Regions from separate parts of the Rattus norvegicus genome. Here region 2 is linked to region 1. Evidence: chromatin contacts called from public Hi-C data. All regions are on one chromosome and are shown on one strand. The core of a region is the stretch at or near the end of the contact, and the rest is flanking DNA. Distances in the headings are between cores, read along the strand shown.

Region 1 (5,422 bases), core at 2,023-4,522:
TTTTCCCCACCTCTTCAAGCCTCCTAATAATAAAAGGTAGTAACTATGGCCTGGTAATATAATATATTCTGGGTTTTCCAAGGTGAGCTAGTATCCATAGTTAATGAGTATGAGGGAGAAGTGAATTAGACATTGTGTTCATGAATGTGAAGTCAGTTTTCATCATGAGTCACAACTGAGTAAGTCTTTGGGATAGATGGAGATAACAATATGCTCCCAGACTCTCTCTCTCTCTCTCTCTCTCTCTCTCTCTCTCTCTCTCTCTCTCTCTCGTCACACACATAATTAATTATTTTTCCTATTGTGACAAACATTCCTGACAAAAGGAACTCGTGGGAGGGCTCGTCTGAGCAGAAGGATGGAGGGAATTACAGTTCGGTCAAGGTAGAAAAGGCAAAGATGGCAGCCAATGCCAGAGGCAGCCATGCCAGAGGCGGCCATGCCAGAGGCGGCCAACGCCAGAGGCGGCTGTCACTGTCCTGTTGTAAGTAACCCGGAAGTCGAGAAGGACAACTGCTGGAGCCCAGCTCCCATTTTCCTTTTTATTCAACTCCTAGCCGGTGGAACAGCACCACCATGTAAAGAGCGGGTCTTGTAGCCTCTACTAACCTTAGCTAGAAACTCTCGCCCAAAGGTTTGGGTCTGTGATGATTCTAAATCCCATCAGCTTGCCAATCAAGAGCACCTATCACGCAAGCACGCAGGGAGTTCACAGTGCAGGGTTCTTCCTCAGGCCTGGCCAAGGGCCAGTGCTCTGTGCTAATTCTTGGCCACACCTACCGAGGGTAGTGGCCCATCCCTTCCTGTCCTTAAACAGCTGAGGGATTCAACTGGGCAGGCCCAGACAGATGCATAACACAGAAGTTCCATTCAGCTCAAGAGACTTCTTACAGAAACACTGAGCATTCTCACGGGACTACCTGAGATGTGGGTACCTGTTCAAAGGCGACTTCACACAGCTGATAAGCACACTCAAACTTACAAGTCATGGCAGAAACAATTTTCCTTTAATTTTGTCCAAATGACTCTAGATACCAGAGTTCTTTCTGTCCACTGTGCATCTATTTCAGGATGGCCAGCTGTTTCAACTTTTCTGGGCAGTAAATTGTGGCCCAGGCAACCATATCTGATTCCCAGATAGCCTCCTAGTGGCCCACAACATGCCCATCTGTGCTGTTGGCAGGGAACCCAGGAGGAGGTGACTACACCCTGTCTACCCTGATAAATCAACTGAGAAAGGGACTCATAAGACACACCTCCTCCACCTCTGATGGACCAACTCAGCTACCCCAAAAGCAAGGAGCTAAATTGAGCGTGTTTTCCCACGTCTCTGGAAAAAACACCACAGGCCAATTTTGGATCTACACAGCCAAAAAAGTGAGTTTACAAAGGATTTTTCTCAAGGTATCACTTAAGCAGTTAAAGATAGTAAAATTCTTTAAGTCCTTGACCATAAACACATTGATTTTTTTTTTTAAGGAAATATTGAACCATGGAAAGCAATTCTTAGGCACCAGGACTCACACGGTTCAGATTCAAGCGGTCAGAGACCGGAGAAACTCCACCCAATGCAGCTCAGGGCATGCTCTGAGAGTGGACTGACTTCTGAAACCTCGAAACTGGCGGAGGAAGCTTATTTATAAATGAAGTATTTGCTCTCGGGGGCAAAGGTGAGATAATTTTGAACTATGAGGAAAGTAAAAGCTTGGGGCCAGGATGCCTTTTAAAGGTTTCGTTTGTTTTAAAATCATTCTTTTGAATAAACAGCGCGAGGGTAAGGACTGTTTGTAAGCTCAATGTGGGTTCAACCCGGCCTGCGGGGTGGATGCTTGGCGCTGGGGATCTGGGGATTTCTCAAGCCAGCGCTATGCTAGGCATCTTTTTTAGTAAGCTTCCCCCTCACCGCCAGTAAACAACGAGAAAGTCAAGAGGACAAGTTCCTCCACCAAGAAGCAAGTGTGGAAACTTTGAAGCCTTCTAGAATTTTTAAAACTTTTTTTTTTAAGTTTTTAAAAAGTTTTTCTTTTCTTTTGGTCCGGGTGGACTGGCTATCTCTTCAAAATTCAATCTTTGTTTTCGTCCTTTGGTAGGAAAGCCACACCACGGCAAAGTCCAGGGGATGTGGCTAAGGTTATTGGAACTGTGAGAGGAGGGTAGTTAGGCTGGGGACTCCTCTGGGTAGTGGCAAAAGTCTCAAATGAGTTAGAGAGAGGCAGTCCATGCCATACACTCCCCCAAGTGCCAAGCGGAAAGGAACAAAACCGGGAACGTTCTCGGAGAGTTGTGGCATGTAGACCAGGGTGGCGGTCCTCTCGAGCTGGGGACCGGGTGGAGCCCTCCGCAGGAGGTGTTTACCCCACACAGGGACCCTACGGGCCTGGGCTCCCCGCCAGCGTGACTGCCCCTGCGCGCTGTCGTCACAGGGTCCCCGCAGCCCGGGCCACCGCCAGGTGCTCCGCGGTACCTGGAGCCCCTGCCTGCCTTTGTGCAGCGCTCGGCCCATCACCAGCGCAGGCGGGGCTGCCCGGGTCCTCCCCGATGCCAGGAGGGCAGCTGCGGGATCAGCCTGCCAGGGAGCTCACGCCGGTGCCTGCCCAGGGGAGAGGACCCGAGGGACACAGGCGTGCCCCTCACCTTCGCTGGAGGAGAACAGAGTCTCCAGTCCCACGACTATGCGGGTGAAAACGGACATACACACTCTCTGGCTTCAGACAGCTGGCAGCCACAACAACACTGCCACCAAAACTTTGCCGGCGCAGAAAGTCACTTCAGAGAGTTTTCCTTGCCACCCTTGGTCCCTCTTCCCGGCTAAGACCGGTTTAACTGCAAACGGCAGGAAATCAGAGCTCCAGAAGTGCATACTCCCGCGTCCACCTTCTCCACCCCCTGGCCTGGGCAGCTTGCCCAAGGTAGGTGCCCGCTCTGGAGCTTCCTGCCCTCTCCCAGGGTCAGGCGTCCTGGGACGCGGCGCAGCCAACTCACCATGGTGACTCCCGCCGCGGTCGCGCCCCCGCCGGGTCCGGCTGCCTAGGCACTAGGGTTGGAACGCGGTCTCCTGGGCGAACTTCAAAAGTTGTTCCCCTTCGCCAAAAAACAATCTCCAGACACCCAAGCACTCACAGGAGCCAATGGAAACCCAGAAGGGACTCCATCCAGGCGGGATCCAAGACTCTGGGTGAAGGCAAAACTTAGCAGACCCGGTGCACACTCCGACCTGGCGATCCCCAACTGTCTAGAGATGCACCCTGATGCGCTCTGCAGGACTGCCTGTCCAGCTGCCTTGCCTGGACCTCCTTTCCCTTAACACTTAATCCAAACTCTTCTCTGGCTCAGGCTGGGCTCGGGCCGGGCAATCTGTCCATAAATGGAGAATTCAGCACAGGCCTGACCAATCAGAGTTTGTTTTCGCAGCGTCACTCCTCAGAGAAGCCGAGGTAGCCAACAAGCGTGAAACTACAAGAGTTTCCAAAGGCCTCTGGATCTTGTAGTCCTGCGGCCTCGCTACCCTGCAGAGCACGCTGCTGTCCCATCGGTCCCCAAGGAGCCACCCCCAAACCGAAAGGATGAAAACACTTGGGGTGAGTGGGAAACCGCTCTCGTGTCTCTTCTCATTAAGGAGAAACTTAGCATCGATTTAGCTCCTACGCACAAGTCGCATGATTTTCCTAGATTCTTCTTTTTTAAAATAAGTATTTCAAAAAGTATTTATAAAAGATCACAAAGTCGCAGCCCAAAGGAAATCCTTCCTTCCTTCCTTCCTTCCTTCCTTTCTTTCTTTCCTTCTTTCTTTCTTTCTCTCTCTCTCTCTCTCTCTCTCTCTCTCTCTCTCTCTCTCTCTGGATTGTGAAGAAAGTCGAAAACATTTCCTCCACCGGTCCTTTATACCTGAATTCATTTCCTTGGGAACGGAGGAGATTGAGAGGGAGGGGGGAGGGAGGGAGGGAGGGAGGGAGAGAGAGAGAGAGAGAGAGAGAGAGAGAGAGAGAGAGAGAGAGCTTGGTCCTCTGCGGTGTCCGGTTTCAGGAAACCAGGTAGCCTAGGAGGGAGGGGAACACAGATTCCTAAACACGATGAGGGAGTCTGACTCCTAGTGAAGGGAAGCAAACTCGCAGGGCCACCACGGGGCTGCGCTCCCAGTGTCTGAGGAAGAAAAGTTCAGTAAGAAAAGTTCCAGAGCACAGAATATCTTGAGATTCGGTCGTCCCCCTTCACGTGAATCTATAGTAAAATAAAATAAAAAAAAAAAATCTTGGCTAGTTAGAGTTTTGCACTTTGTTTTAATGTGGTGCACACCTACCGAGGACTATGGCCAAACCAGGAAAAGGAGTGAATGCTGATACACCCTGCAACAGAGATGGAAGGACCCAGGAAAACTATTATGTGAAAGAGGTCAAGGTTCAAGTTCACCAGGTGCCATTCCATGTGTTCTAGCGGTGGGTAGGGAACACTGCTTAGAGGGAGTAGTAGATCTTGGCTGCTTGGGGGTGTGGAGTGTGGCCTGACAGCGGATGGAACAAAGGGGCTTTGTCTTGGGGGGTGGTCCAAGGATATCCCCTAGGTACTGATGGTGGTGGTAAAACTGACTAGACCCCAAACCACTGAATTGTAAGTTTCCAAGTAAGAATCTTATGGTATGTGAATTACATCAATTTTTTTTAAAAGGGGGGGGAGCATATGTGCACTTCGGAGGACAACTTGTGGGAGCTTGTTTTCCCTCCACCATGTTGGTCCCAGGGGTTGAACTCAGGCGGTTAGGTTTGGCAGCGAGTGCCTTTAATCACAGAGCCATCTCACAACAATTTGAAAGGAAGTCATGTTTGAATTTTTGTAACCATTTCCCGTTTGGGCAATATCTTAGTTAGGGTTTTACTGCTGTGAGCAGACACCATGACCAAACCAAGTCTTATAAAGAACAACATTAACTGGGGCTGGCTTACAGGTTCAGAGGTTCAGTCCTAAGGTGGGAGCATGGCAGCATCCAGGCAGGCATGGTGCAGGAGGAGCTGACAGTTCTACATCTGCATCTGAAGTCTGCTGGGAGAATACTCACTTCCAGGCGCTAGGCTGAGGGTGACTCACCTGGACCTGGAGGACCTACCTGCTTTGCCAGTGTGAGGACCCGAGTTAGATCCCTAAAACCAATGTGGAAAAAACAACTGAGGTGTCATGGGATGTTGGGGGGACAGATATAGGCAGAAAAACTTAGGGTTCACTGGCCAGGCAGCTCAGCCTACTCCTTGATTTCTAGGTCAATAAAAAACCCTAATCTCAAAAACAATAAAGACAGAGGCCTGGAGGGGTGGCTCAGTGGTTAAGACCGCTGGTTGTTCTTGCAGGGGCCTGCGATTTGACTCCCAGAAATGGTTGCTCACATTCCTTTGTCTATTTGTAATTCTGGAGGCTGAGGCAGGAGGATTGCTTC
Region 2 (5,422 bases), core at 1,763-4,262, 180 kb before region 1:
ATTTGTCCTGGAATGTGAATCCTACGTTATTGGCTAGGGAAGTCCATGATGCAGACATTGAGATCAATGACAGTTGACAGGGCCTCATAGAGGGTTGGCGATTCTCCCAAGGTATGAAAACCTAACTGGCATCAAACCTCTCCAAATTAAAGACTAGTTGATGACCCTGCCCCAGTCCACAGGATGTGGGTGTGATGTTGGTCAGACACAGTGCTTTTCCATGAAGCACATGGCACACAGGGAAAGAAGGAATTTGTATCTTTAAGTTGTCCTGATTGAGCTCAGAGTTTAGTGACAGCTGCAACATCCCTGCACCAGTGTATCCTGCCTCTGCTCTGCACCATGAATGGCACAGCTAGTCCTCATGTGTTCTGGGGAGTGTTTCCCCTGCCTAGCTCCCTAGGAACAAATGCAAAAGAATTTTCCAGCTAAGTATACAGTTATGTGCTAGAGAATTTGCTTAGAATGTATGAGATTCTAGGCTCGAATCCTAGAACCTCAAAAAAACCAGCTCCTCCAAATCAGACTGCATTGTGCTTTGTTGTCCATTCAGGCTGTCACCTTTAAGAAAACTCAGAAAGGTAGGCCTTTCTTTTATTAGCCTTTCATTTCGTTGCTTTTTGTTTTTCAAGACAGGGTTCCTCAGTGTGGCTGTCCTGGCCTCGAACTCACAGAGATCTGCCTGCCTCTGCCTCCCAAGTGCTGGGATTAAAGGTGTGTGCCACCACTCCCGGTTTACCCATTTTTAAAGTTTAATTCATCAGTTAATTTGCTGATGTGTGTGGAATGATTATCGGGGCTCTTATGTGGTGGTAAGGGATGCCTTTTGGGAGGGAGAACCTGTTCTTTCTTACCATGAAGGTCCTTAGGGATCAAAACAGGTAACAAATACCCTTACCCGCGGAGTCATCTTGCTAACTTCAGTTATTGGCATCTTATTCTCCCCATTATACGTGTGAAGACGCCAAAGAACACAAGTTAAGTAAGTGACAGGCATGAGCTGTCACTAAGCATGGGGCAGGAGATGTCTGATGAGTAAAAGCAAAGGGAGCCAATGGATGAACCAGCCTCATGCCCAGTCCTTCCTACTCTGATACACCACGTTCTGTGAACTTTCTAAGCCCTTCCCACCACTGCCAAGGCTGGTGGGCCAGGGAGCGCTGGGGAGTAAGCGTTTGAACATCACGGCTTTTGTTCTGCAGATGTGAAATTTGGGTCTTGAATTTCTAAGAAGGAAAAGGATGGAGTCTTATTGTATTGGCTTTTAAAATCATGTTCTGCTCCAAAGGCTGAAACCATAGACATTACTGGAAATATGGGAGCGGGTGCCAGGAATTCCGAAGACCTGGGGTTGGCCTGGGCCAGGTTCCAGCTGCTCCGGTAGACTGTGGGTTGAGAATATTGCTATTGGACATTTGCTGGAAATTTTAAGCCTTTTGAAAATATGACTCCATTAGAAGAGTCCTTCCTGACTGGAGATACCCAGGCAGCACTTAACGCTTCCCAACTATTTCTCCTTTGCTGCGTGGCCGGAAGTCTTGTCACCCAGTACCTGCTCCTGTTTTTTCTGTTTCCCTACTTCTAGTTAGCTTCACCCCTGGAGCATCTTGAAAGGTCCCACAGCCACCCTTTCATGAAACAGAACACAGGATTAAAAATGGCAACCGACATTTGCAGTCTTGGCTTCAATTCTTTCATCACGGACTATAGGTATATCACATTGCAGTGCCCTGAGGGGAACTAACCAGCATACCCTGTGGCCAGATCAAGAGCTGCTACGAATCAGGGGTGGGGGTGTCTCACTATGTAGCCCTGGAAGGCCTGGAACTCACCCCATAGACCAGACTGGCCTGAATCTCACAGAGACTATCTGCCTCTGCCTTCTGAGTGCTGGGATTAAAGATGTGCCCTACCATGACTGGAAAAAAAAAATTAGGGCGGAGCTTTACTGCGAGTGCACCTCGAAGGGGCTGTAAGCCCACGGCTCCCTCTGTATGGTGCAGTGTCATCTGGAGAAGGATGGTGTGCTGAGGACAATGGCGGCAAACCCAATGACGTGCAGGAATGCCACTGAGGCTGAGGAAGCTGGGGGTGTAGCTCAGTGCTAAAGCATTTGCTTAGCACGTGCAAGGTCTGGGCTCTATCCCCAACATTATAGAAAAAAGAAAAAAAAAAAGGAGGAAGGAAGGAAGGGAGGAGAGAAGACAGACAGATAGACAGACAAATAGACTTTGTTGGAATGATAATCAATGTAGTGAACTTTGAACAAACGTGAGGTGCTAATGAGGCCATTTGATATCAGCCATGGCATGAGGGCCAACAGAAATAATGGCTGTGTGAAATGTGTCTGTAAGGAAGAATGTGGAGAGGTGAGAGAGAGGAAGGCAAGACAAAGCCAGGACGTGAAGACCCACAGGAGGCTGTGGGGGTCTGGGTCTCGGGTGGTAAATTCAAGGTGAGCCTTTGGCACTTCGATCTCAATAGGGATCCTCATGTTTATGGAGAAAGTACGGATTTGGGGTTCTCTTTGAGCTTCCACATAGTTTGTCTTTTGGCAAAGAGAAACTGTTAAATTTAGGTAACCACAGGCTCCTAAAATGGCACCAAGTTCTCTGCCACATTAAAAGCTGAGTTTCCAAATCTGTACTGTAGAAAGCAAATGCTAGTTTCCTATGCCCTTATCCCCTTGTTTGCTTTTTTAGAAAAATATTTTTTTATTTTATGTAAACGTGTGGTTTTTCTTGTATGTGCACCTGCATGCAGCACCCCAAGAAGCCAAAAAAGGGTGTCTGAACCCCTTAGAACCAGAGTAAAGTGGGTTCTGAGCTACTATGTGGGTCTGGGAACTGAACTCAGGTCCTCTGTGAGAGCAGCCAGTGTTCTTAACCATTTAAACCATCTCCTCAGGTCCGTCCCCCTTGTGTTTTTCTTTCTTTAGACACATGGTCTCAGACTTTAGCTGACGTTAGCCTGGGTCTCAAACTTATAGTAATCCTTCTGCCTCAGTCTCCTGAATGTTGGGATTATAGGTGGAGCCGTCATGCTCAGCTAAGTTCCTATTTTGTTAAGGACACTGTGTCTACAAAGCAGGCCTAAGTGTAGAATGAGGAGACTGGCTTGAATTCTTGTAGCTACTGAACTGCTAATGTCAGAGTTAGACATATACAGACAGGACAGTCACATTGCCTATTGTACAGTTCTTCCTCCTGGCCGGTCTCCAAGACAGCAGTGTACATACAGGGGATCAGGAACTGAAGGCAGGGAAGGGTGTGATAAGACCTCAATGGGGCTGGAAGGGAGCAGTCTTGGTGAAGACCCAAGACCCAGCATTTCTACACTGCCTACTTTTGGCTGACAGATGCTCCCACCTGGCCCATATGCAAGTCTGCAACTTGCAAGGCAGGCTGAAAGGGTGGTGTTGCTTGCCAAAACCAGAGCAAACAGAGAGCCAGCAGACAGGGCGAGGAGACGTGAAGTGGTGATTGCTTATCATCCCCCTGTCTGCTCTGGAACACAAGACGTGGGGCCCAGGAATAATCTTGTGACTATTTCAGGGATGCTCACATATATGAATAGCACCTGGGTCCTTCAGTGAAAAGCCTACTACCTCAAAAGTGCCTCCCCACCCACCTTTCCTGAACCTTATCATCAAACCTAAGTTGTCCTTTAGACAACTTCTGAAGGTCACCATGTGGTCCTTCCTTGGAGGACTGTCATCAGTATTGCCTGGGGACTTGGTAGAGATGTAACCAGGAAGACAACTTACTTGGAACTTGCCTTGCCACGGGAGGACCTCGGTTCAGATAACCAGTACCCACAGCAGAAGCCAGATATGGCAGCCAGTGCCTGCGATCCCAGAACTGGGGTGGTGGGGAGAGGAGGATTTCTAAGGCTGATTGCCAGGCTGTTTAGCCAGTTAGTAAGCTCTAGGCTTAGTGAGAGACCACAAAGAGTAAGACAGTAAGAAAAATGACATCTAAAATCCACACACGTGTATGTGACACATGCTCGTGCATGCACACACACACGCACACAGAGGCATGCACACACACACACACACACACACACACACACACACACACACACACACACACGCAAAGGCATGCACTGCCATGGAGGTGCCCAGGAGGCACCCATGGGGAGCCCTGTTCTTTCTCTCAGCATAAGTCTATTTTGCAGACTCTTCTCCTGGTTCTCCTTTAAGATTTCTCCAGTGTTCATGAGACAACAGAGAGAGGGAAAACTGGAAATGGATATGAGGAACAGGAGGAGGGAAGAAGTAGCCTGAAGCAGGTCCTCGGCTGGATTCAGCACACAGAGCTTCTAGCTCCACAACTCAAAGATCAGTTGGAAGATATCTTAAAGTCACTAGGTGGGGCCAGTGAGATAGCTCAGTGGGTAAAGGCGGATCGCTGACAAATCTGGGGATCTTAAGATTCCTGGAACCCATGTTGTGAAAGGAGAGGAATGACTCCAGAAAGTTGTCTTCTGACCTCTGCATGTGCACCATTATGTGATATGCTACCCTTCTCAATACAAGCAAATGCACACAAAACAAAACAAAAAAAAAATAAAAAACATAATGTCACTAGGTCAAGTATAATCTCATGGTCATTTTCACTGTCATCAACATTATCACTACCACCATCATCACCATATCTTTATCATCACCATCAGCATCACCACCACCACCACTACCATCATCATCATCATCATCATCATCATCATCATCATCATCATCATCATCATCCTGGTCAAGCAACTGCTGACTGAGTTGTCTTCTATATACAAGTACCATGCTAAGCATATAAAGTGTATCACACCTTCTCCTAGCATGCCTTCACATGACGGTATCACATCGGTCTACACAAAGAAGCCAAAGCTCAGGGAAGGTAAGTGGCAAGCTTCAAGCGTCCTGATAGGTTTTCATTGTTAATTTGAAGTAACCTAAAGCCATCTAAGAAGAGGGAACCTCAGTTGAAGACTTGCGTTGATCAAATTATCCTGTGGTCATCTCTGTGAGAAACAGTCTTGATTAATAATTGATGTGGAAGAGCCTAGCCCACTTTGGGTGGCACCATCCCTAGGCAGAGCCTAGGCCTATATTGTATAAGAAAACTAGCTGAGTGAGCTGGAGCGCCAATACATAAGCGTAAGTCTTCCATGGTTGACTGTAAGCCTCAGTGATGGATTGTGACCTGGAAGTGTAAGCCAAACACTTTCCTCCCCAAGTTGCTGTGGTCAGAGTATTTTATCTCAGGATAGAAAGCAAACTAAAATGTAAGGTACTGGAGATTAAGTTATAGCTCTCCCTCAGGCTTGACTTGTGCATCTGACAATCCTACTTAGCAATGATCAGACACCCTGGGCCTGAATTCTAAGGTGCTCCTTAGCGCTTGAGGCCGTTATGCTAAGCACTCAC

The links. A called contact is a pair of places that touch in the nucleus more often than the background predicts.
Region 2: a contact with region 1 is called in a Hi-C map of frontal cortex, with 2.6 times the contacts expected there. The contact joins the enhancer-like site here to the promoter of Myo1e in region 1. A contact is called at or near these places in 3 of 12 Hi-C or Micro-C datasets (Schwann cells, frontal cortex and mammary epithelial cells).

Annotation. Positions count from the first base shown.
Region 1 is chr8:79,766,678-79,772,099 of GRCr8, reverse strand. It overlaps Myo1e (myosin IE), which reads right to left and starts at 3,272. Exons shown (of 28, transcript NM_173101.2): 1 at 2,983-3,272. The coding sequence starts at 2,985. It also overlaps the pseudogene Rpl37a-ps11.
Region 2 is chr8:79,946,036-79,951,457 of GRCr8, reverse strand. All of the region lies in intron 26 of Myo1e (myosin IE), which reads right to left. Among named protein-coding and RNA genes, the nearest start is that of Ccnb2, 33 kb to the left of the region's middle. Within about 2 kb of position 3,012, at least 1 of the 93 cell types and tissues checked has an H3K27ac peak or open chromatin away from gene starts, as enhancers often do.